Regions from separate parts of the Mus musculus genome. Here all the other regions are linked to region 3. A link is a contact called in public HiCAR-type, HiChIP or PLAC-seq and promoter capture Hi-C data. All regions are on one chromosome and are shown on one strand. The core of a region is the stretch at or near the end of the contact, and the rest is flanking DNA. Distances in the headings are between cores, read along the strand shown. Region 1 holds the start of Mfsd12 (major facilitator superfamily domain containing 12). Region 2 holds the start of Fzr1 (fizzy and cell division cycle 20 related 1). Region 3 holds the start of Stk11 (serine/threonine kinase 11). Region 4 holds the start of Nfic (nuclear factor I/C).

Region 1 (6,282 bases), core at 2,941-5,440, 1.2 Mb before region 3:
GAAGTGACATCTACCCTGAGCATGGAATAACAATGCATAGCCCAGTGGAGATTAATGTCTGCTCTGCAGGTCAAGCAGAAGGCTGATTAGTAATGTCTGCTCTGGGTGTGACTGAGACCCACTGGTAACGTCTGTCTTAGGTGGTTCTGGTTTCTCCGGCCCCCTCAACCCCACAACACACCTGATAAAAAGCTGGCTCCCGAAGCCAGTGTTTCCACAGCAGCAGTGGCTGGGCCGCTGGGGCCACCAGGGGGGTGTGCTCATTGGGTTCGTTCCCCCAGTGCTGGGACCTGTGGCCCTCCTTGGTACCCAAGTGGAAGAGCAGAGAGAAGATGGCTCCCACACCCACCACAAGCAGGGCCAGGTTCTGGGGAGGAGAACAAGGGTCAGCAACGGCTCTCCCAGGCTCAGGAGCTCAGGGCTCACATGCTGCCCAGACTTACCCGGAACACGGGCACATCCTGGACTCCTAGCTGGTCACCCACACTGATGTCCTGCTCGCCGTGTGCAGAGCCCTGCAAGTGCAGCAGCAGCCAGGCTGCGCCGTACACGGTGATGTTAGCCACCACAGTGAACGCATACCTAGAGGTGAGGGCCGGGCCTTAGCACACGTAGAGTCCACAGACTGCGTCTGGCACACAACGTGTGCTCAGTAAATACTGTCAGCACACCAGAACACCATTCCCTAAAGTTTCAAGCTAGTAGCTGTAGTAGCCACGCCCTCAGCCCACCCTGCCAGTGTCCTACGAGGAGAGACAGGCTACACACCCACTACAGAACAGAGGGATCACATGACAACTTGGTCTGCTGGAGTTCCTTTGAAGAGAGGCTGTCCCTGGAGGGCCCAGCATAATCAGGTCATAGGAAGCTGGCTTTAGGGTACACCAGGGATCACAGCCCACTCTGCCAGCCTCACAGAAGCCTGAAATGCCTCCGATCCTATAGCCACATTCTAGGCCAGGCACAGTGGTGCACATCTGTTGTCCTGGATGCTCTGGAGGCTGAGGCTAGAGGCCAGCCTGGGCAAATTATTGCAAATATTTTTTTAAAATACTGATTCAAAACATTTTCTAAAAAATGAGCTGGTTGGTGGTGGTACACACCTTTAATCCCAACACTCAGGAGGCAGAGACAGGCCAATCTGATCTATAGAATGAGTTCCAGGACAGCTAGGGCTACACAGAGAAACCCTGTCCCCAAAACAAAACAAAACCCCCAAAAAACAACAGACAAAAAAACCAAAAAACAAAGCAGAAAGGCTGGAGACCAGAGGGTGCCTGTTCCTCTCTGTGAGTCACCTGGCACTCATTCCTTACACAGCTGTAGATGACGGATACACAGTTACCAGGGGATACCGGGCTAGGTCCCTGTGCCCAACCCTGTTGTACCTGAGGGCCGTGAGCTCCACCTTCTCGTGGTCACTGGTCACCAGCTCTGGGATGAGGCTCAGGTGGGCAATCTGCGTGGCAGCCCAGCCAAACTGGAAGACGACAATGAAGGGTCCATAGTACAGCAAGGCAGCCCATTCAGGCGTGGCTTCCCCGCAGCCCAGGCACGGGCTGAAGATGAACGGGAAGGAGAGCAGGACACAGACAGTGCCTGTGAGGGCACAAGCGCAACACGGAGCCGTGAGGGGCAACCCAGGCAGGCAAACACCACAGAGGCCAGCCTCCACCCTCTGTGCAGACGGACACCGTGAGGACCTGTAGCTAGGACTGGCAGAAAGGACAAGAACGGGGATCCCTCGATGGCCCTGAGCTCGGGGTCATCGCCATCACATCTACTACCAGTTCTATGCACTCCTTCCCCAGCTGGGCAGGGTAGAGTTGGAGCCTAGGTGGCTCAGAGTCAAAGCTGCTCCTGCGCCTGGGCACAGAGCAGATCCTGCCACCGTCCAGGACATACTGGGTACCCCATCTTCCTCCATGGACTCAGAAAAAAAAAGTAGATATAATCAATGCAAGCGCCTCCAGCGTCCATCATACCCTGACCACCCGTCCTGTTCACCCCCTGCCTGGCACAGGGGCCTCCTCCGATAGCAGGCTCTGTCCTGCCTTTGCGACCTCCAGCCCCAGGGTCTTTGCACAGCTACCCCAGATGCATCCTCCCATCCTGCCAATCTCTCACCCGAAGGTGTCAGCAGCCCCTGGGCTCCTCACACCCCCTCCTCTGAGCTGGACTTGCCCAGCAGACGGCAGGCTCCATGGGTGGGTGCAGTTACTCCAAGTTCTTCCTACATCCTAAGCAACCAGGCCAGGACTGGGGACACTGAGTCCCCAGGTGGGTTTATCACAGTGGTCTCTCTGCAGCTTAAGGGGGATATTATCACTCTCTGGAGGGAAGGCGATGGCACCACATAGCCCAGGCTTGCCCTTGAACTCCTGATCCTCCTGCCTCAGTCTCCTGAGTACAGGATTTGTGGGGTATGGGATGGCAGCCAGGGCTCCAACCCTTTCACACTTTTTTTTTTTCCCAGCCTGGCTCACACCAGTTTTAAGAGGATTAACTTGAGGCCCCATGAGACAGAGAACCCTGTGAAAAGGTCTCTGAGCCCCTGCCTAGCACTGGGCTTCCAACTTCCCTTTCCTGCCCAGAGGTGACTTCACCACATAATATGCCTTGGATTGAGAAATGAAACAACCCTCACAGGGCAGATCTTCAGGGGGCCCAAGCACTGTGGATTCAATCTCATGACCAAACCACACCCACTGTTTCTAAGCCTAGTTAACCATTGGCCTAGTCAGGGTCAGGCTGGTCATCTCCAGATGCTTGGACTGGTCTCTCTGGGCCTCAGTTAACCCGAGAGTTCTGTCTAGTTCTGGGTTTCCTATGAGACTCAAAATGGTGCAAGATGTTAATCCCAGCACCCAGAAGGCCAGGGATCTGACTCGGAGGCCAGCCTGGGAACATCTCCTGTCTGTCCCACTGTGAAGGGACCCAGGCCTGTGCAAAGTCAGGCTGGCCTGGTATCTCCTGGCAAACATAAGCCCTTCTGAGTATTTCTTTCCATTTTTGGAGACTCAATGAAACAGTCATCCCCCTGCTTCAGCTTTTGAATATGGTGACAGGTGTGCAGGCTGTGCCTTGAAGCCCGGATTCTTCCTGGATCCTGAGAAACTAGAAATTCCAGCCCCTAGGCTGGCAGATGCCACTGGGCCACTGCTGTCTTGAAAAAATGTCATCTAGGGGCGGGGCTGGTTCTGCAACCCCTACCCCAGGCAAAGGGACGGAGCCTTCCAGGAATTCCCCAGGGAGGGGCTACAACCCCAGGGCCAACCTCTCCAACTGTCTACACCAAATGAGAGAGCTGCTGGGGACTACATGCTGGGCCACCCCAGACAGGAGCCACAGGCGAACAGAATGAAGTGGGTGGGCAGCAGGAGGAACACAGGACACAGGATGATAGTCAGGGAAGGGGACTGGGGGGGGGGGGGCAGAGCTGTAAGACTAAAGACAGGGTACAGAATCCTGAAAAGGTAGAGGGAACAGGACTGGCCCACGGATGGCAGTCAGCGGAGAGGATAGGATATAGCGGGAGAGAGAGGACAGACAGACACAAGAGTGACAAAAACGGGGAGATGAGACACTGGGGAGCAGAGGGTAAGAGGGACACAGGATGACAGTCAGAGGGGAGGACTTCCACAGGGCGACAACCACAGGAGAGGACGGACACAGGGCGGCATTCAGAGGGGAGGAATGACACAGGATGACAACCACAGGGGAAGACGGACACAGGACGACGGTTAGAGGGGAAGACGGACACAGGACGACAGTCAGGGCAGGGAAAGGCTCACCCGCTAGGTGCCAGGCCTTGCGGGGCCCACAGCGCACGCAGGAGGCGCGGTCCGCCTCGTAGCCCACGAGCGGCGTGCAGAGCCCGTCGGCCACTTGGCCCAGCAGCAGCAGCAGCCCCGCGCCCCGCGAGCTGTACCCGCGCACGGAGTGCAGGAATAGTAGCAGGTAGGTGAACCACATGCCGGCGCACAGGTCGTTGAGGAAGTGGCCGACCGCGAAGCTCAGCCGCGCGGCGAGGGACAGCGTCCGCGGCGGCCCCGGGCCTGCGTCGTCCGACGGAGGCGACATCGCGGCCGCAAACCCCACCGCCCCACACTGCCGCCCCGCGCTACCCGCGCGGCTACGCTGCCGCCGCTCCCGGGAGCCGCCTCAACAGGGCGGAGCCTCGGAGCAACGGCCACGCTCGCCAACCGGAGCCGCGCGTCTCGGCCCGGCGCCCAATCAGCAAGAGGAGGCGTGGCCTCTGTCCGACGCACTCCCGCGGCCCTAACGCCGCCCTCTGCGGCTCCGACTTTTATCATAGCAGTTCGTTTCTATTTTACTTTCTTCGTGTTTTAATTTGTTTGACTAAAGAAAAAAGTTTTGTTTCTTCTTGTAACAAAGGGTATCTTGTAGCGCAGGCTTTGACATTTCTGCTTAGCAAAAGACAACTTCGAACTCCCCATGGTTCTGGCTCCACCTCCACAGTGCTGGGAGTCACTGAATTTGTCCTTTCACAACCTGAAAGCTTTTTCTTTTGAGACAGGGTCTCATGTAGCCCAGGCCACCCTCAAGCTCAGAACGCAGCTGAGGATAACCTTAGACTTCTGATCCTTCTGCCTCCCTCTGGAACTCCATGGGTGCGGGGTTGCATCCACAAATCACGCCTTTAATATTCTGTTTTCAGTCAGGGTCCCACTAGCTATCCAGGCTAGCCCTGAAGTCCCTCTACAACCTAGGCCGTCCTTGAACTATCAATTCTCCAACCTTAGCCTCGAGGATTGATGGGATTTCGGGCCTGGCTTAGTGAAGGGCGCCCAGATGTCTGTCACTCACCCACACTCTGCCTTGGGCCCCAGCTAGCCTGCAGCTGGAGGCTGGTGCTCACTCCCGCGCGTGCTCCCTGCAGAAGGGGCCAGAATGAGAACACACCGGGGTGATCCCATAAACTTCCAGACATACATAGTGAGGCACTTACAGGACATATTAGTGCTAATTAATTATTAATTACAGAGAATAGCTGGGCAGAACATCAAAATACAGGCTAGTCTTTAATGAGGGCTGCTAGTGCCAGGAGCCCCACGTGGCAGACGCCTGTGTTTCACTCCTACTTACTGGGTGGTTTTGTGGAACACACTCAAAGAAAGGGGAAGTCAGGCCTCTGTTGGCCTGGTGACTCAGAGACACAGGTGCCGAACACCCCCACACAATTCCAGGCCCAGATCATGAGACACATGAGACAAGTGTCCTCCTATCCCCTCCTCCTGACATTTTATTCCTTTTTTCCCCCCAACTGACCTCAAGCTCAGCTCTGTAAACGAGGCTGGCTTTGAACTCCTGATTCTGCTGCCCCCACCTCCTGAGTACTGAATGGCAGGCCTGTGTCATAGCCGCTTGATGGTGGGGTTACCTGTCTGTATCACTGTACATCTTCCTCCGGGGCATTCAGAGACACGCAGGCTGGATCTGAACCCCTAAGTCCCAAATGGACTGGTCTTTCCTTTGCCTATGAGCAGTCTGTGCTCCCAGCAATGTGTGTGAGCCCGGTGTGGTGGCCCTTTATTTAGTTTCAGCATACTAGAGGCAGAGGCAGAGGCAGAGAAGCAGAGAGGCAGAGAGGCGGAGAGAGGCAGAGAGAGGCAGGCAGAGAGAGGCAGAGAGGCAGAGGAGAGGCAGAGAGGCAGAAGCAGAGGCAGAGGCAATCTCTAAGTTTGAGAGCAACCTACTCTACTTAGTAAGTTTCAGGACGGACAGCCAAGGCTACGTACTGAGACCCTGTCTCAAATTAAATAAATAAATATGCTCAGACTTTCTAGAAGTGGGAGGCCAGCAGAAGTCTCTGCTTCTGATCCAGCCCTGGATCTCCCCTGTTGTTCTGGGGAGAAGGCCTGGCCTGGGCTAGACATCAGATAACTGGCATCTCGTGGCTCCTGGCCTAAGGGGACTAAAAGATAGGAAGAGATATGAGAGATTGCAGTGATTTCTTTTCACTCTTCCTTGGGCAAGTTGCAATCTCAGTGCTTGACCCAAACTTCACGTGTGTGGTAACTGAGGCTCTGGGCCAAGTCATTTGCTGGAGGGCAAGAAGTGGTGCAGTTGCAGGTCTGGGATTGACAACTCCGAGTGACTGTGTAACTACTGGTTGGCCCTGCCTGGTTGTTCTCCCCCCCCCCCTACCCCCTACCCCCCAGACAAAGTTTCTCAGTGTAGCCCTGAGTGTCCTGGAACTCACTTTGTAGACCAGAAATCTGCCTGCCTCCACCTCCCAAGTGCTGGGATTAAAGGCGT
Region 2 (7,106 bases), core at 2,428-4,927, 1.3 Mb before region 3:
TGTGTGGCCCCATCACTCCTGTCTCTGTCAGTACAAGACTGGGTTTTATTAGCCTGGCAGTGGAAGCATCGCCTTTAATCCCAGCACTCTGGAGGCAGAGGCAGGTGGATCTCTAAATTTGAGGCCAGCCTGGCCTACAAAGTGAATCCAGGACAGCCAGGCCTAAAAACAGTAAACTCGGTCTTGAAAACAAAATAAACAAAATGGGGGGTTGTTATTGAAATGAACCCTATGTCTCTTCTAGCCTCAGTGCCTGAGCTGTGGGACCACAAGCCTTTGTCACTGAAACTGGCTATTTGGCTCTGTTGTCATTTTATTTTGTTACATTTATGGGTAGATCACATATACCAAGGTGTCATGTGCAGAAGTCAGCTCCTCCTTCCACCATGTCTTCTGAGAATCGACCTCAGGTCCCTCAGCTTGGTGGCAGGCACTTTGCCTGCCCAGTCATCTCACTGGCCCCATGGCTTGACATCTGAACTCCTGTCTCACGTTTTCAGGGCAAGCATGTTACTATGCCATTGCCCACACCTCCAATTTTTGTAGGTTTTTTTTTTCATCTATTTATGTTTTGACAACAGAGCCAGGTGGAGTACAGCTGTGCCACACTGCAGCCCAGACAGGCTGGCCTGGGCTATGCATTTGCTGAGGTCCGCAGGCTCAGGTTCCAGGCGCCCCAGGGCCAGAGCGTCTGCAGGTACTCTGCAAGTCTTGCATGGGGACACCTTCTGTGCACCCCCAGCAGGCTGGTGCAGGCTTCTCCATCACCACACCCAGCGCTGTCTTCTCCAGACCCAGGGACTAAGCTTTTCTGCCCTGCCCCCATCGGTTATGCCAAGTTAATCAAACTTAATAATAAAATTTAACAAAGGAATAGATTTATAAACTTTGCTATATCATCAAAATAACTTTTCAGATTTTCTTCTTTGTTCTCTCTTAACGGCTTGGTGTGTATGTGTCAGTGTGAGTTTATGTGGAACACGTTTATGCAGTAACATCAGAGGCCAGAAATGGCATCGGATTCCTCTGGAGTTATGGTTGGTTGTGAGTCGCCACAGGCTGCTGTGAGTTGAACCCAGGTCCTCTGCAAGAGCCAATGCCATTACTCCCAGCCCATGTGGAGCTCCTGATCCTCCTGACTCCATGCCTCAGGGTGAGCTCCACCTTGCCTGGTTTGTGTGGAGCTAATGCTGTAGAGGGTGGTATGTGCCAGGTAAGGGTCCAGACCTGGCCTTAAAGTGTATTGTAATTTATTTTTTGGTGGGTGCTAAGCATAATCCTCACTGGTGTTAGGCAAACACTCCTATGGAGCTATATCTCCAGTTGTATTTAATATTTACTGCAGTATTTCCAGGTGTATTATTTGAAATCTGTGAATGTTTATTTCTTGTGTGTACTCGTGTGTGTGCACACCACCGTGCTGCTGTGGAGGCCACCTGAAAAGGCACCCACTCTCTCCTTCCTCCACGTGGACCTGGGGATCAAACTTCAACATTTCAGGCTTGGCAGAAAGCACCTTCACCAGCTCCTTCATTATTTATTCTGAGCCAGGGTCTCCCTGAATGTCCTAACTTCTCACCTGAACCTCCTCCAGCCACTGGCACCCAGGAATCTTCTTCCCATCTCTGGACATTTCCTGTCAGAGTCCACAAGGTGGGCGTGGCACTTTGTGTCTGGCCCTCTCACTGAGCCATGTCCTTCCGGGTCCCTCTGCTTTATAACCCATTAGATCCCTGGCCTTTTTCATGGCTGTGTTATGTCCCACTTCGGCCATGGGGCTTGTCCCTTCTCCAGAGGGTGGGCACTAGATTGTGACTAAAGGGGCATCCATGTTGCTGTAGGAGGTTCTGAGTGGGTGGCTCCACTTGCAGAGGCCTGGTCTTGAGTCTTGGCTGTTCCATTTCTGAACAGCTGCCAGCCCCTCTCTTGCTCTGGCTATGGCTATCACAATCTGCCAGGTAAGGAGAACGGCCCAACTCCCCCCAAAGCCTTGTAGTATAATTTGTTTTGGCATTACGTTGGATCTGAGTAGACCCCACAGGAAGAGTGCTCAACCACCAACGGGAATCTGAGACTGAGATAGCAGCATGTGTTGAACACCAGAAGTCCTTTGCACAACCCCTTCCCACTATGTCCACTGAGCTCACTCAGCCCGAGGCTCATCCTTTGCCCTATGTGCATTTAATTTTTTAAATAGTTCTACTTGTGCCTGTAATTGATGGTGCATGCTTTTGATCCCAGCTCTTGGGAGGTAAAGGCAGACAGATCTCTGAGTTTGATGCCAGCCTGGTCTGCACAGCAAGTTCCAGGACAGCCAGGGCTACACTAAGAGACCCTAACTCGAAAAACCAAACAGAAGGCCAAACAACACAACAAAACCCAACCCTATTTGGGTTTTTTTTTTTTTTTGGTGTTTTGTTTTGTTTTTTAAGATTTATTTACGTGTTTTATGTAAGTACACTGTCGCTATCTTCAGACACACCAGAAGAGGACATCGGATCCCATTACAGATGGTTGTGAGCCACCATGTGGGAATTGAACTCAGGACCTCTTGGAAGAACAGTCTGTGTTCTTAATTTGTTTAGTGTCATTTACCCAGGGGCTGGCACAGGTGTGCCCATGGGATGGTCAGAGTTACACCTTGCAGGAGTTGGTTCTCGCCCTCTACCAAGTGATCCTGGGTATAAGGTGGGCTCCAGCTGGCTTAGCTGCAATCACCCTACCTTTTGAGCCATTGTGATGGGCCCAACATGTATGGTTTTGAACCTGGACCCTCTTGAGGTTTATTTCCAGCTGTCATCACTTGGGGCTTCTGGGAGTGAGTACTCAGGGACACGATAAATATTTTGGGGGGGCAGGTGTCTAACAGTCGTTCTAACAATGCAGAAGTTGAGGCTGGAGAATTGCTTCCAGCTCGAGGCTAGCCTGGCTAGAGAGAAAAAGGTAGCTCGAAAATTGAAAACAATAAACGCACAGTGAGTAACCAGCAGCGTCCGCGCGCCGAGCGCCATCCGTGGGGTAGTCACTTAACTGTTGAGTGAATCATAGCTTCAGGGGGAAGCGCCCCACTTCTTCCACAAACAGGAGCCACGCCTTCCTCCGCGCCTAGTTACTCCTGTTCTAGTCGTCCCCCCCCCCCATTCAGCCGTGGTCTTCCCCGACTGCTCATCCCAACACGGTTGCCCCGGGCAACAAGTGCCGTCTCGCTTCCTGTATTGATTTAAATCCTGAAGGACGTCCCATACTCCCGAGCTGCTCCGCGCTGGGGCGCGCAGGCGCAGCTGTTTGGGGTGGACGCGAGCACGGCACAGAGTGGGAGTGTCTAGGGGGCGTGCCCGCAAGGGACAGGGAAAGAGGCGGTGTGGGGGCGTGGCCTAGGAGAGGCGTTGGTAACTCGAGGGGCGTGGCTTCAGCACAGGCCACAGGGGGTTGGCGGAGAGATCCGTGCGTGTGGGCCGTGAGCGTGGCTGAGGGCGTGGCTTGCCCACGGAAAACCTTGGCGGCGTTGGGGGGGAGGACCTAGGGGGCGTGGCCTAGGCGCGGTGATGCGCTGGGCGGCGGGGCCGGTCGCGGGCGCGCGCGCGGCCTGCGGGACAGATTGGGGGAGGGAGTCGGGTTGCCACTGAGTTCCGCCATATTAGCTACCGCGGAGGCCGGGGGATTCCCGTGAGCAGCGGCGGCGGGGCCTGTCGCAACGGCGGGGCCTCGAACAGGCGCGGCGTGTTCCTGGGACCGGCGGGAACCGGCGGGTGCCGGCTGGCGACCGGAGCGAGGCAGGTGAGGACACGGGTGACTCGGGGACCCGCCCCCCCAGCCGACCCCTTCCTTCTCTGGGGCTCCAGTGCGGCCTGATCCTGAACCCCACATCCCAGCGACCTCCAGTACCGGCCCCGACCCCGCCAGCTCTCTGAGTCTGTCAGAGTCCTCCATCCCCAGAGCTCTGCTCTGATAGTTGCTCCCCTCGAATCCAGGGCACCACCCGTCTTGTTCCCCCGAACCCCAGAATGCAAACCAGCTTCCCAGATGAGGCCCTGAGTCACCCCAACCCTGAGTCCCCTCACCCGGCAACCTCGCCTTGACCTCGCTCTGTCCATCACAGCAATCATCGCCCAGAGCCTTGTTCAGAGCACGGCTAATGTCCAAATCCAGGCATTCCACATGTTGCAGCTCAGAACCCTAGGTCAGGCTCCTTGCGCCCCCAAATTCAGGTCACCCTTTACTACTTCCACCAAAACCACCCAATTCAGGTGAGGTCCTGAGTCAGATCTCAGACGGTCTGTCCCCAATGACCTCGCCCTGTCACCAACACTCTGTATTCTTTTGAGCTATGTTCCCTTAAATTTAGAGCATTCTGTCTCATGCTGATCACTCAAGACTCAACTGCAAACCATTCATCTGCACCCTGTTGACTTCCAAATGTAAATCCCCCTGCCTCAGATGCTCCCTACATCCAAACTGGGATCTGAGTCAACCTCCAGAGTCCAGGAGTCTCAAATCTGGCATTCCCCAGGTGGGAAGGATTGTGAACTAAATTTGCCGTAAACACCCAGTGGTTCAGCCAACAACCAGGTGTCTCATCTCAGGGGAGACATGGCCAGAAACCACAGACATTCTGTGTCCCCAAATCCACCACGTACCCTCTCAGATCTGAACCTCCACTCTGTGTCTTCAAATGCAAGTCCAGGTCCTTCCATCCTCTATCCCTGATCCAAAGCCATTGTCCCCTACAAAGCCCTTAAATCACCCCACCAACTTCACTTGTCTCCAGCTGTAAGCCTGACACCAACCTCTGTATAGGCATTACCTTCCTACCCCGCTCCCCTAAATTCTCTGCTAATTGAGAGCACCTGGTGGGATGCACTCCTTGTTGAGAACACCTGGTGGGAAGCACGCCCCCTACCCGTCCTGTCTGAGAGATGACCTCATTCCTCTGGCTGCTGAGTCCCAGTCCTAGCTCCTTCCTGCTGTTTGAATGAGGGTGATTCCCCAGTGAAGATTCACCCAGAACAGACACCACCTCTGGCTCTCGGGATCAGGGCTTAGAAAGAAAGGGAGTTGGTGGCTCTAGCTCTCATGGGGCTGGGATGGCATGTGTTGTAAAGATTAATGGAGTTCTCAAGTGTGGATTTGGTACTTGAGGAGTTTAGCCCATGTTTTGTGGTTCAAGGGTCTCTTTGCTTCCTTCGGATAGAGGGTCAGGAGCTAAGTGTGCACTGGAGGAGTCTTGGTGTGGTTTATTTCCTGGTTCTGGGCATGAAACCTAAGGCCTTTGCACATGCTTAGAAGAGAGAGGTCACCAATGAGCCAGGCTCCAGCCCCTTACTGGGAAATTCTAGGCAGGGGCTCCACCCTGACCACACCCCCAGCCCCTCACTGGGAGATTCTAGACAGGGGCTCCACCCCTGACCACGCCCATAGCCTTCTTTACCTTTAACATTATTTTTAAAAGATGTATGTGGGTGCTGGGCAGTAATAGTTCATGTAGAGGCAAAAGCAGGCCAATCTCTCTGTTCAAGGCCAGCCTGGTCAACAGAGTAGTTCCAGGAGAGCCAGGGCTACACAGAGAAACTGTCTTGAAAAAAACAAAAGAAAAAAGTGTATGTGTGGCTTTTTTGATATTTTTATGTGTATGGGTATTTTTCCTGTGTTTATATCTAGGTATTACATTTGTGCCTGTTGCTGGTAGAGACTGGAAAAGGGTGTCAGATCCCCTGAAACTGAAGTTACAGTTGTGAGCTGCTGTGTAGGTGCTGGGAATTGAACTGCGGTCCTCTGGAAGAGCTAAACCATGTCTCCCGCCCAACTGTGTTTATTCTACTATTTTTTTAAAAGGATTTATTTATTTTATGTACATGAGTACACTGTAGCTGTCTTCAGACACACCAGAAAGGGGCATCCGATCCCATTACAGATGGTTGTAAGCCACCATGTTGTTGCTAGGAATTGAACTCAGGACCTCTGGAAGAGCAGTTAGTGCTCTTAACCACTGAACCATCTCTCCAGCCTAGCTGTGTGTATTTTTATGTATATGTGTGTGTATCTGCTTGTCTGTATGTTTGCCAAAGACAGGCATTGCCCACAGAAGGCCAAAGGGGTGCTGTGTCCCACACCTGGAATTATGGGTGGTTCCGAATCACTTAATATGGGTGCTGGAGGCCAAACTTGGGCTCGTTGCCTGTGGTCTTTACACGGCTGAGCCCCCTCTCCAGCCACATTTATTTATTTGTTTTTTAAATTATTTATTATTATACATAAGTACACTATAGTTGGCTTCTGATGCATCAGAAGAGGGTGGCAGATCTCATTATGGGTGGTTGTGAGCCACCATGTGGTTGCTGGGTTTTGAACGCAGGACCTTCGGAAGGGCAGTCAGTGCAACATTCTTTTTTATTTCGTGTGTGTGTGTCTGTGTCTCTCTGTGTGTAGGAGCTTGAGACCAGAGAGGACGTTGGATGCTCCGGAGCTGGTCTTAGAGGTGGTCCTCCACTACAGCAGCACGTGTTGACTCAGCACTCTGTCTGTGTCTGTGTGCGCACGCGCGCATGTGTCCCTGCCTCACAGGGAGCCTTTGGGGTGAACTCTTCCATCCACCTCATGAGTCCCTGGGCTGCAGGGCAGGCCTGTAGGCTTGGCTGGGGTTGCCTCCTGAACCCTCTCAGCACCAGTTTTTCTGGGTTTTATTTCTAACCACAGTCTCACTTTGGCTCAGGCAGCCTGAAACATTCAACAATCCTCTTGCCTCAGCCTCCCACATGCCAGGTGGCAGGTGTGCCTGGCCTCACAAAGGCCTTGGAGGATGAGCCATCTAGGACTATCTGTCTTCACCAGCCTTTCCTTTAGTAAAGGTGATTTTTTTTTTTTTTAAGATTTATTTATTATATGTAAGTACACTGTAGCTGTCCTCAGACACTCCAGAAGAAGGCGCCAGATCTTGTTACGGATGGTGATCTTGTTACGGATGGTTGTGAGCCACCATATGGTTGCTGGGAATTGAACTCATGACCTTCAGAAGAGCAGTCAGTGTTCTTAACCGCTGAGCCATCTCTCCAGCCCAATTTTTTTTTTTTAAGATTTATTTATTTTATGTTAGTACACTGTAGCTGTTT
Region 3 (6,742 bases), core at 3,460-5,959:
GGGCTGAAAACCCAACAAAGTCCAGGGTGTTTCCTACACCTCGCTAATGTCCTAACTATTCACCATCCACATCACACAGCCTGCCAGTCACCATGGTATGGCCTCCAGTTGTCCCTGGAGAGCTGCCAGCATTTCCCATGGCCCCAGCAACGCAGACAGGTGCAGATCTGGACAGGGTGGTGACACCCAACAGCTGAACACACTGTCTGCCCTGTCTTTTAAGTGGCCAGTGACCATCCAGCACAAGCCACTCTGCCCAGGCAGGTGCTCCCTATCCCCAAAAGAGATGGTGGCCAGACAAGTTGCAAAGGACAGGCAACTCAACTAGGCATGGTCCACACTGCCAGGACCCAGCTTTCGGCTGCACGGCCTTCAGCCCTAACCACTTGCCTACAGGGCAAGCAAGGGGAACTAGGAAAGAGGGTCAAGAGCAAGGACAAGCAGGAGCCCCCACCTAGTGGACTCAGAGAGCACAGGCACAGCTGACCACTCATGACCTGCAACTAGCAAAGAGCAACCAAATGAGCCAGGCAGTGGTGGTACATGCCTTTAATCCCAGCAGAGGCAGGCAGATTTCTGAGTTTGAGGACAGCCTGGTCTACAAAGTGAATTCCAGGACAGCCAGGGCTACACAAAAAGTCTGTCTCGAAAAAAACAACAAAACAAAACAAAAACAAAAAACAACAAAACAAAACAAAACTTTGGGCCAGAGCAAGCAGGGACAATCAGAGCAAGCAGAGGTCCTAAATTCAATTCCCAGCAACCACATGATGGCTCACAACTTTCTGTACAGCTACAGTGTACACATATACATAAAGTAAATAAGTAAATCTTAAAAAAAAAAGAATGTTACCAGGCAGTGGTAGTGCACGCCTTTAATCCCAGCACCCGGGAGGCAGAGGCAGGCGGATTTCTGAGTTCGAGGCCAACTTGGTCTAAAAGTGAGTTCCAGGACACCCAGGGCTAGATGGGGGAAACACAATACAAGAAAACAAAACACCAACAAAAAGCAAGCATACAGAGGCATTCTCCTGGTGGTGAGGGCATCAGCTGGAGAGAGATCCATGCCTTCCACTACACCATACAGACAACATGGAAATGGAAGAGCCTCATCCCCACCGTATTCTGGGTTGGCTTTATCAACCTGTCTCATCTCAAAGTATATCTATGCACAAGCAAGTGGCAACAAGGCCCATGCACCCAGGGGGTTTACATGGGGTTTTAACCACACAAAGCCCCACAGGTAAGGCAGAGCAGGACAACCACAGTACACTTGAGGGGTGGGGGGCTTCAAAGCCATAGAGCCATAGAGCTAGCAGCAGGTCACCAGCAACTTCCTCAACTCTCCTATCAGCTGGTACTAAGATCATGCTACTTGAGGCTACAGAGATGGATCAGTAGCCAAAAGTACTTGGCTAGTCTTCCAGAGGACCTGGGTTCAATTTAACATAACAGCTCATAACTATCTCTAAGTCCTGTTCCAGGGGATCTGACACAGATGCACATGCAGGCAAAACAGCAATGTACGTTAAAAAAAATAAAAATTAAAAAAAATTATTGCGACTTCTCACAGTGGGGATGACAGGAGCCAAGGGCACAGGTCTCTGCAGCCTTGCCAGGAACGGAGGCACTACACTACCTGACGCCCTGGCATGCATCCACAGTATGGTACTGGAAGGAGAAAGCTCTGTGTGCAGACTGGAGGACAGGACCCCAGAGGCTTGCCTGGAAGGTTCCAGACACTTCACCGTGAGAGAGACAACAGGAGTGCAGTCTATTAAGCCCCTGCAGACAAAGGAGCCTTTCTGCCCGCACCAGCTGTTGCCCGCCAAGCTGCCCCTTCCAGGCTGTGGCTGAGTGGGGATCACACAAGCAGGTGCAGCAGCCCTAGGCTTTGCCCTGCAGGAGCCACTCAGGAAGTGGGGAACACCAGCACTCCCATGGAGATACCTGGCTTTGTATCCTGCCAGTCAAGCACCTTACTGCAGGGCAGTGTGTCAGTCTGCAGCTTTTGCCTCAGTTTCTCCTCCTGGTTTTTATCTTGTGTGTGTATATACATGTGCCACAGCATACACATGGAAGTCAGAGCAAACTTGTGAGAACTGAGTCTGCTTTCACCTTGTGGGTCCTGGGGCCTTCACCCTACCAACCAGTTTCCCTTATAAAACCAGGTTTTCCCATGCACTCCTAGCTGGTCTAGAAACAGAAGCAATCCTCCTTCCTCAGTCTCTCCAGCACTGCAATGAGAGGCATGTGTCTACTTGCCCAGACCAACTCCTGTCTTGAGGAACCGTGCAGGCTCCTTATATCACCCTAGTGTGTAGGAGCTCCCCAGTCCTGATGACCTCCAGTGTTGACTGTGTCCAGCATCACTAATTCATGGGGGGGGGGGTTTACTTCAGGATCTAGGGACCAATCTCTCTCAGCTGAACCTGCCTGGCTCTGCAAGCCACACCCCAACCTGGGTGTTGAGATGGCAGGAAGCCTAAAGCAGCAGGTGAGGGCTAGGAAGTCGCAGACAGAGCTCTGGGGCCCTCTGTCACAGGCAGAGAGAGCACACAGGCTTGCCATGTGTTACAAGGACTGCAGCTGACCCAAGCCAGGATGCAGGCCTGGGCAGCCTCCCAGACATGGTGGGCTTCCAAGAACCATTACCCTGAAGCCAAAGGAAGCCACTTGCCTTGGAGACCAGCAGACACCACCTGGAGGTGAGCAACCTCTGGCACCTCCACCTTGAGACAATGATTTCAAGCCAGGAATTTCCAAGCTCAGGCCTCTGAAGGAACACCTGATGCTGGGTGCCCAGGTTCCCCAGTGCAAGACTGACCTAAGACCACTCCTACAAAAAAGGCCAAGGAGGTCCTGAGAGGAGCCTAGGCCACCAGCCTGCCCTGCTCCACCCCTGGGTCCACACATCTGATCCTGGATATCTGTCCACCTTCCTTTCCTGTACGTACCACTCAAAGCAGTGCCCAGCTGGCAAAAACAAGAAGCTGCCAGCCTTTCCTGGGACAGGACCAGAGGCAAGGTCAGTTAGGCAGAGTGTGGCCAGTGCTGGTCCCAAAGATAAGGCCCCTTCTTGGAAGCCGGTAGGTGAAGTTTTCCAAGTTCCGCCAAGCCTAGCAGGCGATAAAGAGTCCCCACGGGCCAACGACGCCAACTACGCGCACGACACCGCAGGGACCTGCGCAAGCACTGGCCGGCTACCCCCCCCACCCCCTTCACCATTATTTTTGGCCCCACCGGTTCCCTCTAGCTGCGTAAACAAACTAGCCACCCGCCTGGCAACGCCCGCCAAAGAAGCCAGGCGCGACTTGCGCCAGGACCTGGCCCAAAGAGGGGGGCTGGAGGCGCAGTTGGCTGCACGACCTCCTGCTAGGACAGTCCTGCAGGCTGCCCTAACATACAGACCCCACGAGGTGACGCTCAGGGATAGATGGGGTAGATAAGGCAGTAAAAGGAAAGAGATGAAAAAGGAGGAAGGAAATGAGAAGAGAAAACGGTTAGAGGAAAGAGAAGAGCCAGAAAGTAGGAGGAAGGGCTGCCCAAGGAGCTCAAGGCAGCGCCCGCGTCGGCCCCAGGCCCTTGGCACCTACTTCTTGACGTTGGCCTCTCCATTGGGGATCCTGCGCAGCTTTTTCTTCTTGAGGATCTTGACCGCCCTGCGGCATAAGGTCTCGGAGTCCAGCACCTCCTTCACCTTGCCGTACGAGCCCTCCCCGAGCAGGTCCCCCATCAGGTACTTGCCGATGAGCTTGGCGCGTTTGCGGCGCGGCTGGTAGATTACCTCGGTGGAGTCGATGCGGTGGATGAAGGTGTCCATGCCCACCGACATCAGCTCGCCCTCGGAGAAAAGGCCCAACGGCTCGGGGTCCGCCACGTCCATCCTGGCCCACTCTTTGTCCTCGTCCCCTTCGGGAGCGCCAATTCTTTTCAAGTTCGAATTCCCCCCCCCCCACCCGCTTCTTCCAAATGTTCCAAGAAGGGGAAAAAAGGAACGGGGAAAAACAGGAACGACCTCCACAACTCTCCCGGTCCCCACAACCGGGTCCACGTCCGCTTCCTGGGCGCCAATTCTTCACTTTTGATTTTCCCCTTTTCTTCTAGGTGCTCAGGGAGAAAAAAAATGAAAATAAGAATGAAAAAAAAAAAAGCAATGAGCCCCCCCAACCCTCGCGTCCCCCCAATTCGGGTCCCCGGGGACGCTGCTTCCGACGGAGGCGACGGTCCGCCGTCGCGGCGCGCGGGCCGCTAGGTCATGTTCGCCACTTGGGCCCCGCGCTCAGGGGCCCAGGCGGCCGCGTCGAGGCCGGTCCGCGCCGTCCATGTCCGGCCCGCGCCGAAGCCGCGCGCGGCCCCTTAGTTCTACGACTTCTCGGGGCGCAGACTCCACCCGGACGCGGGACACCGGGACACCCGCAAGTCGCGGACACGAAATCCGGACAGGAAATCTTCCGGGGACCGAGGGGGGAAAAAAACCACCCCAGGCGGCGCGTCCCCCTCGCCGCCTAGCCGCCGCGCGACAGGCAGGAGGCCGGAGCGGCGAGGGGGGAATCGAACTCCAGGCAGAAAGATGCTGCCCGCGAGAGACAACTCCACGCCGGCGCCGCCCTCGGCGACTCGCGCCTCACTCGCGGACGCCGTGAGCCGCCTCCCCTTTCCTAGACCGACACGCCGCCGCCATCTTGTTTACCGCCCTGCGCCGCGCCGTCGTCGCACGTCGCAACGGTGGACACGCCCCCTCGCGGAGCCGACGTGCGCGGCAGTTGGCTGTAGCTTTAGGCCCCACCTTTCGGACCCGCCTCAATCGCCAACGAGGATTGGGCTATTTGGATCTAGGTGGGCGCCCGAGCTGACATTGGACAGTTCGGGTTCCATCTGAGAAGGCGTGATCTAAATTCTCATTGGTTGTCTGAGACGCCCGTCAATGGGAGTAAGCAAGCGACTGTAAGGGAGCGGCCGTGGGCTGTGGCTTCAAGCCCCGCCCCTCAGTGGTTGGCCCTGGTGTGTGGGGGCGGGACTTTATTTGCCAGTGGCTGTCGCAGACGCCCGTCAGCAAGCGCGACGGGCCAGCGAAACCTCTGGGCTGGCTGTGGTGACCTCGGAGTTTCGGGCCTCCGGTTAGAGTTCACGCGCGTCAACGTCCTCCGGGGAACGGCCGCGACTGGAGGCATGGGGGAGGGTGGAGAGAGAGGCTCGTGGATCCCTAAAGAGATCCAGCCCAGGCTTGCTCTTAACGGCCTTGGGGGAGGGGTCAAAGGTCAAAAAGTAGCCCAAAGTCGACACTCCCGAACCTGAAGCCTTAATGTAGCGCCTCTGAGATCCATGGCATAGAGAGGAGCGTTTCCTGTGCAAAATAAGAGCAGCTGGGCTGGTGAGATGGCTCAGAGGTTGCGGGCGATTGACGTCAAATCTGACTTCATGAGTTCGATCCCCGTAAGTTCACAAGGTGGCTAGAGTGAAATGCCTCCCTCAGGCTGTCTCTGAACCTAGGGACTCCGTGGTAGGCGCGCGCGCGCACACACACAACACAGAATTTTAAATAACAGTTATCAAAAAAGGTGGCTGGGTAAGACGTCGCCGCTGGCCTCAACTCACCTGCTGCAGTGTTTTTGGGTGGTTAATCTAATTATTTTTATCTGTGCCCTTTTTTAACTGCACGAATAAAAAATAAGGGTTGGAGTATGATTGAGGGACGAGTGCTCACCCTGCCTGACTCCCTCTACACACAAGTTTACGCACAGGCCGGTTACAAGGTCCATAGATCCGTGAGTCTATGGTTCCCTCCGAGGCCACTAGGGGGCGGGGTGTACTGCCAGGAGAGTCCTGGGGGAGGGAGAGACCTAGACTCCAGGAAAGGTGGGAAAAGTGCTTGCTCTACATGTGTTCAGCCTTCAGGACTTAAAAGGAGGAGAGAACTGACTTATGCAAGCACATAAATTAAGAAAAAAGATCAGAGAAACAGACGTGAAGACAGAAATCCAGGGAAAACACAGACTAGACAAACAGAGTCAGGCTGGATGGAGGGACAGGTCAGGGGTGAAGAGCACTGGCTGCTCTCCTGAGCACACAGGTTTGCTGGCCAGCACCCACATCACACAGGGAGACTCTGGAGTTTCACCTCCATTTCATTGCTCTGACATTGCCTTAAACTATGGCAGTGATAAGGAAGTCTCCTCCTCCACCTCCACCCTTCCCCTGACAGACTCCAAGGACAGATCCAGAAAGAGTCAGGGGCAATAGACAACATTCTGTTTCTACCCGATCTGTACCTGAGCTCCCCCAGTGTGACAGCCTCTCATGTCCCCAAGACATTACCCTGAATTCTCTGACGGGAAGAGTTATCACTCTGGTGAGAACTCTGGGTCAGAGATATAGTTAGAAGTATTTAGAGATTTATCATATTTACCTGTGTGTATGTCTGTCACATTCAGGACCCCACTGAGGCCTCAGATACCTTGGAAATGGTGTTGCAAATAGTTGTGACCAGGCATGTGAGAGTGCTGAGAACCAAAACTGTGACTTCCAGTAGAGCAGCTACTTTGTAAATTTGGGAACTCAGTACCACTTCAATAACATGAATTATCCCTGAGAGGCCGCAGATTCCAGACCATAGAAGCACAATGGGAATGGTGCCTGGGGTGGGGGGTGGGGTAGAAGCCACCAGGAGGGAAAACTTCAGACTAAAGATGAAGCCTGCAGCCAGGCTGTTTCCATCCCTGCTGCCACATACGTCACACTT
Region 4 (6,346 bases), core at 1,493-3,992, 1.3 Mb before region 3:
CTGCAACATGAGAAGGGCCTCCCTTCGAACTCCTTAGCCATGCCACCACTCTGCCTGCGTGACCCCTGTGCGGCTTGCAGTGTTGGCTCGGTAGTGACACCCGGAGGGTGGGTGGAGTGGGGTCAGAGACTGAACCACTCCAGGAACTTTAGTCCTGCCTCAAAAGTTTGTTTAGGGGAAGCTGGGGGCGTGGCTTGAGGCGGAGCCCTACAAGAATCCCCAGTGAATGGATTGGGGGTGTGGCCACTGGTCTAGCCTGCAGAAGGACCTGGGTTTGGCCCAGGAGCAGGTTAACGCTATGGAAATATACGTAATCATAGCCACGCCCATTACCTCAGTTGTCCCTGAAGTGTCCTAGCTCAACTCTCAACCGCTGCTCTACAGCCCAGGAATAGCCACCATACAAGTCACGTAGTCAGTCGTTTATAAAGCTGCCTGTGTTCCCAGCCCTCAGGAGGTGTGTTGGGAAGGGAGAGGATGAGGAATTCAAGGCTAGCCTGAGCTACATGTGACCATGGCTGGAGCAAACCTACAGAAAAAGAAAGTGAAACGCTGAGTTCTCAGGCAGGGTCTGCAGCTGTGCATCTTAAGCAGGGATGACTGTGCCCTGGGGACAGTTGTGAGTTGTCACTGCCATTGTGTAGCAGTTGGAAACCAGTGTCAGAGACACCTTGTCCCAAACCCTGCTGGGTTAGTGACAGCAATTCCTGCCTGGGGACCCTGCCTGGATGGACCTTGGAGACAGCCCCAGGTCGCCCCCCTTTTTTCCTGGCTGTATATGATTTTAGGTTGTCCCTGGCTGAGGCTTGGGGCTGGGTTGCCCTGTGCTGGACCCAGTTGGTGGAAGTTTGTGTTGGTGGCCATGTCTCTCCCTTAGTGCAGTTGTGTTAGGGACAGTTCCAGAGGCAACTGTGGTAAGAATAACAACAGCAAGATGCCTTTATTTTTAGATAGCATCTCTCTCTGTAGACTAGGTTTGACCACAGAGATCCACCTGCCTCTGCCCCCTGAGCACTGGGGTTAAAGTCATGCACCACCATGCCTGGCTTTAATTTGTATATTTAGATTTATTTCTGTTTATTTTGTTATTTATATCTGTGTGCCCCACATGTGGGGGTGTCGGGGTCCCACGACCGTTGTGAGCTGCCATGTGGGTGGTGCTGGGAACCGAAACTGGGTTCCTCTGCTAGAGCAGCTGGGACTGTAACTGCTGAGCTGTCTCTCCAGCACCCTGACTTTTTATTTTTTTAACAAATGGGTCATATGCAGCTGAGGTACAAGTCTAGTGTCCTCCTGAGCCTCCCGATGCACCCTTGGCACATGGTCACCTCGGTGCTGGTGTCTGCTTGCATCTCCACAACCCAGAACATTAGACACCCACGGGGAAACTGAGGTTCAGGGAGAATGATGTTTATTGGCTGGGACAGAGCCACACATGCACACTATGCATGCATTGAACCTGCTGTGTGCTGTCCCTAATATAGGGAGGTGATCAGTATGGGCTCATGTAGCCCAGGCTGGCCTTTGGCTTCTGACACTCCTGCCTCTTCATCCCTGCTGGGATGACAGGTGTGGGCCCTGGTGTCCTGGACATCCCAAGGGCGCGCATCCAATCTGACAGGTGGTTTGGTCAGTATCCGTGGGTACTCCTAATAGTGTCACTCACAGGCATCTCCTGGGGTATGGACCAGGTGGCCGGTGTGCCAGGCAGGCACCTGGGACCCGACACCCCAACCAGTGGTTTCCTTCTCTGGGCCTTGGCTTCACTGGAATTACAGTGATAACGGATTAAAGCATCTTACTGCTCTGTAGCACACTCTCCCCCCAGCCCTCACATCCCATGTCCTTGGGTCCCTGGGAGAGAAATAATTGAAAAAGGCCTAGACTTGTGAGTGGACACTGGTGGCCGGGGTGGGGGTGTGCAGGCTTCTTCAGACGCTGCCTTCAGAAAGGTGATCTCCAGCTGGGCAAGGCCCAGCATACCTGTCTTCCCAGGAGGCTGAAGTAGGAGGATCCAGAGTTCAAGGTCATCTTTAGCTACATAGTGAGTTCAAGGCCAACCTGGGCAACATGAGACTCTGGCTCAAAAATAGTAATAATTAAAAGAAAGGAAGGAAGGGAAGAAAAGAGAAGAAAAATGAAGTTAGTTGGAGTGAGATTTCCCTGTGCCTCAGATTCCCCAAATATGAAATGGGCAGCCTGGACACTGATCTAAACTTGGGGACCTGGTTGGCCTGGATCACCCCACTCTGCTCTTTATCACACAGTAGTGTCAGAGCCTGGCCTGGCCTTGAGTCCTGCACCGCACCCTTCCCAGGGACCCCATACCTGCTGCTAGACCACTTATTGGCTTTTTAAGGGAAAGCCTCCCACACTGGTCCCCCTCTACCCTACTGGCAGTGGCCACTTTGAGGGCACAGGTGAGGGGACAGATGGAGTTTGGGGTACAGTTGGGGGCAGAGGCAGGCTGCTGCAGGGACTCAGGTGGGATGTGGGGGGCAGCTAAGGGCTCAGCCCCATCTCGTGGACCTGATCGCTGTGTCCTCCTCTACAAATGGATAGCTCTAGAGGGAGGGGACTAGGGGGTCCGCGTGTAGAGACATAGTTTGTTTGTTTGTTTGCTTGCTTGTTTGCTGTCGGCGATTTCTTTGAAAGTTGGATGCGGGCGGCAGGGAGGGAGCGGGGGCGGGCGAGAGGCGGCGCGGGGCGGGGAGGACGGCGGAGGGAGGAGCGGGAGGGCGGCTGCAAAAATGACTCAGTAAGTTCGGCGGCCGCTCGGCCTCTGCGCCTCCGGTGCCAGCGCCCCGGGATGTATTCCTCCCCGCTCTGCCTGACCCAGGTACGCACCCCGCTCCCGGCCTGGCCCCGGCCCGCACCCCGGCTCCACCTGGAACCGCATTCTTGCAGTCTGGAACCTCCCCTCCGCAGCGGGGGTGGGAAAAAAAAAGCGCGCGCGTCCTCTCTACCCACCCTCTTCCAGGCCAGGGTGTTCCTGGCATGGACCTGGGGTGCGGGCAACTCTTGAGATTGGGGATTCCATCCTCGTTAAGCTTGATTGCACACTTGGAACCCCATTTTCTGGGCCCCCACTTTGATCTAAATCGGCTGTTTTTGGAACTCTCTCTCGTCTTGGCTGGATGGGGGGGGGGGCTGGCGTCCTCCCCACAGCCCTCACCCTTTGCACCCAGGAAGTCTGGGTCCCCTCCAGATGGAGAAGAGAGTAGGTGTCCGCAGGAAGCACCCCACCCGCACGTAGAACGCTCCCCACCCGCCCGTAGGACTGATCTTGGGGTTCCCTGCTGCACTGTAGGTCTCCCTAGCTGTGCGGTAAAGGGACCCCTAGACTATTTGTTCGCGAGTTCTTGGTTTCCCAGGTGGCCGCCCCCCCCTCCAGCTGGCAGTGTCCCCCTCCATTTCAGGCCCACGTGTGCGCGCGAAGGGGGAGGGGCGCGCGAAGTTGGCGCGCGGGGGGAGGGGCAGTCTTGCGGGTGTCCATCGCGGGTCCCCCCCCTTCCCTGGCTCAGCTCCCCCCCAGCTCCGCATTGATTCTTGAATTATTGAGCCGAGCAGGCGCTGCCAGGCGGCTGGCGGGAGGAGCAGAGGCCAGGGCTGGAGGAGGAGGAGGAGGAGGAGGAGGAGGAGGAGGAGGAGGAGGAGGAGGAGGAGGAGGAGGAGGCCGCGGCGGCGGCAGGGGACTGGCGGACACTGCGTACTAGGTGGCCAATCCAGCACCTGCCCTGCTGTGCCCCTCTGGCTGGGTTCCAGCATCTGAGGGAGAGTGGGGAGGGGTGCATCCATCCCTCCAGGGGACCCCCCTTCAAGGAGCCCCCCAGCTGTGTCTGCCCCCTGGAATCATAAGCCTGTCTTTTCCAACTCCACAGCCTCTTGTGATTTTTTTTTTTTTTTTTTTGCTGTGTCTGCCTCAGTTTCCCCTGAAAGAGAGTGAGACATAGTGGTCTCCAGACTGTGTTGGTTCTGGGAATTGCAGTTGTCTGATGTCCTGAGGAGAACTTTGTGAGGGCCATGGTTGTTTTTGCCAGGGAAGACCCAGGTAGCCCATCTCAGGGACAGGATCCTGGGGTCCTCCACTCCTGCGGGTCCCTCCATCTTGGTAAGAGGTGCAGTTCTGTGATCCCCAGGGGAGACCCTCATACTGAGGGAACCCCAGCCTGCCCTACCCAGGGTTCCCTGGTGACCTTGGATAAATGCCTGCCCCTCTGCAGGCCTCAGTTTCTACTTCAAGTGAGATTTGAGGAGTGGGTCACCCCACAGCCCAGGGCAGGCGTTGCTCAGTTGCCGCCAGAGCACCGGCATTGGGATGTAATTGCTGTGTGACCCCAGGGAGACTGGAGTCTCTGTGCTGACTGACTACTGGTGGCTGAGAGGTCTGAGGCAGACGTGGCCGGCTGGAAGGCAGCCTGGGCACGTGGAATTCCCCGTCCTGGCCTTCTGGAGGCCTCCATCCAGGCTGCTGCTGGGAGCTGGGGGCGGGGGCAACCCCAGTGCTGGCTCCAGCCCTGAGGACTTAGTGTGGCCTTGGCCTCAGTTTCCCCCATAGGAGGGTGTGGGTCGATCTGGCAGGAAGGATGCCACCCCTGTGATCTCCCACTCACCCCCTCCTACCCTGAGGGAGTCCCCCATGGGATCTCAAGAGTCCCCTGAATTCCAAGTGTGGTCTCTCCAGCTCCACACAAGCCCAGGCTGGACAGAAGGACCCAAGGAGCAACGCTGCAGCCCCCCAACCTCTCCGCCCTGCCCCCCCCCCACATGTCACTCATGGTGTCTGCCTTGACCTGTCTCTGTCTCTGTCTCTCTGTCTCTCTTCACCCGTCCCTCCTAAATCGGCTAATTTTACAGCCAGGGTTCAGACTGAAATAACTCCTTTGCTGATCCAACCGGATCCTACCGGGAGCCTGGCCCGGGGCGGGGTTGGCCCTGATGTCAGTGTCCATGCCAGGGCACCAGGTGCCCAAGAGAATTCTGGGAGCTCCATGGGTCCCCTGTGCCGTCTGTCACTCTGGGTGGTGACTCAGGCCCCTTTTCACTTTTACTCTCTGGAGGAAGCAGCCGTTACTTCCATGAATCCCAAGCTGAGGTGTCCCCTCCCCCTCCCCCTTCCTCCTTCCCGCCCTCCCGCCCCACGTTAGTTATTCCGGGTTTGGGGCCAAATCCCTGTTGGCTGAGGTTGAGGATTCCCTGGGCCTGAGCTGAGGCCACCTCCCTCCTCCATTCATTCCTCCTCATAGCTTTGCGGCTCGCTGCTTCCATCCTGGCAGTGGGGAAACTGAGGCAGTGCAGGGTTGACGTTTGGGGTCTCCTTCCAGAGGGGGATGGGATCAGAGACGATGAGAAGTGTCCCAAGGCAGCACAGCATGGGCTTGGTCCTCAGTATGTCCATGAGTGGGTTCACAGTGACAGCCCTGTCCCCATCCCCTCCTCTCTGCAGAAAAGGTGCCTCTGCCAGGGCCAGGCCTGTAAATCAGGGCGCTGGATTCTGGCGAGTCAGCGTTCTGGCCTCTCCCGCCACAGCCTCTGCTCCCTCTCCGGCTCTTCCTGCCTGCGGGAGCGGCCGCCCTGCATCAGACACAGGAGCCTCCCGCCTCCTTCCTGTCCCCCTCCTTCAGACCGGGTAGTCCCCCCTCCCCAGTGCACAGGGACCCACCGCCCCTGGGCATGCACACTCACCCCACCCCTACCCTAGGTATGCTTAGATACTCAGAAATGGGAGTCCAGAACCTCAGTGACTGCCTCAGCTCTTGCTGGGGGGGGGTATTTTTTATTTGCTGGACATAGGGTGTGGCACGCAGTAGGAGCTCAGAAAATGCCACCAGACACAGGTGGTGGCACACAGTGGGTGTTCCATGAATGTTTGGTGGTAAATGCCCACTGATATGTCACCTCACACAGAACTGGGGAGCCAGGGTGGTGTGCCCTTCAGATACCCACAGATGCCACACTCATTGTCCAGAGCTGGGTATACAGTTGATGCTCAATAAATGCTGCTGCTTGTGGCCAATGGCTTAGCTCATAGGCGTTTCCCAGCTTTTCTTCATCCTGTTGCCTAAGTGATGCAGACTTGGGGTGGGAAACAGTGGTGACCCCCAAACACTGTGAAGGTCAGATGTCACCCACAGGTGTCTCCTTAGTCAGGATCAGTCTTATCCTGAGCCTCTCACAGGCGCCTCCCCCAACCTCACCTTCTGCCCTGATTTTAACTCTGAGTAGCTCCTGAAGCTGCTGGGTGCATGATAAGTTCAGATACATGCATGGGATGACTTGGAAGGTCACCAGGCAGTCGGGCACTTTGATCCCAGCCTTCAGGGGGCAGAGGCAGGAAGATTTTTGA

Evidence for each region. Promoter capture Hi-C pulls out the DNA fragments that hold promoters and counts their contacts. HiCAR-type assays count read pairs that join an accessible place to other places. HiChIP or PLAC-seq counts read pairs in DNA pulled down with a chosen protein or histone mark.
Region 1: a HiCAR-type map of astrocytes shows a contact between it and region 3, with 2.4 times the contacts expected there. The contact joins the promoter of Mfsd12 here to the promoter of Stk11 in region 3. A contact is called at or near these places in 2 of 39 promoter capture datasets (erythroid cells and liver), 1 of 484 Hi-C or Micro-C datasets (B cells), 1 of 115 datasets of contacts at active chromatin or transcription factors (astrocytes) and 2 of 9 other capture datasets (liver and pancreatic islet).
Region 2: a promoter capture Hi-C map of embryonic stem cells shows a contact between it and region 3, with 2.1 times the contacts expected there. The contact joins the promoter of Fzr1 here to the promoter of Stk11 in region 3. A contact is called at or near these places in 4 of 39 promoter capture datasets (embryonic stem cells, erythroid cells, hippocampal neurons and 1 more) and 1 of 484 Hi-C or Micro-C datasets (B cells).
Region 4: a contact with region 3 is called in an HNF4G HiChIP or PLAC-seq map of pancreatic cancer cells. The contact joins the promoter of Nfic here to the promoter of Stk11 in region 3. A contact is called at or near these places in 1 of 39 promoter capture datasets (liver), 1 of 484 Hi-C or Micro-C datasets (B cells) and 1 of 115 datasets of contacts at active chromatin or transcription factors (pancreatic cancer cells).

What each region holds. Positions count from the first base shown.
Region 1 is chr10:81,355,399-81,361,680 of GRCm38.p6, reverse strand. Mfsd12 (major facilitator superfamily domain containing 12) reads right to left here and starts at 4,190. Exons shown (of 10, transcript NM_028657.4): 1 at 3,795-4,190; 2 at 1,389-1,599; 3 at 444-582; 4 at 182-367. The coding sequence starts at 4,083.
Region 2 is chr10:81,374,941-81,382,046 of GRCm38.p6, reverse strand. Fzr1 (fizzy and cell division cycle 20 related 1) reads left to right here and starts at 3,677. Exons shown (of 14, transcript NM_019757.1): 1 at 3,677-3,777.
Region 3 is chr10:80,113,762-80,120,503 of GRCm38.p6, reverse strand. Stk11 (serine/threonine kinase 11) reads right to left here and starts at 4,709. Exons shown (of 10, transcript NM_011492.5): 1 at 3,597-4,709. The coding sequence starts at 3,886.
Region 4 is chr10:81,423,569-81,429,914 of GRCm38.p6, reverse strand. It overlaps Nfic (nuclear factor I/C), which reads left to right and starts at 2,742. Exons shown (of 10, transcript NM_008688.3): 1 at 2,742-2,839. The coding sequence starts at 2,810. It overlaps Gm51811 (a long non-coding RNA gene), which reads right to left. Exons shown (of 2, transcript XR_003949025.1): 2 at 5,737-6,346.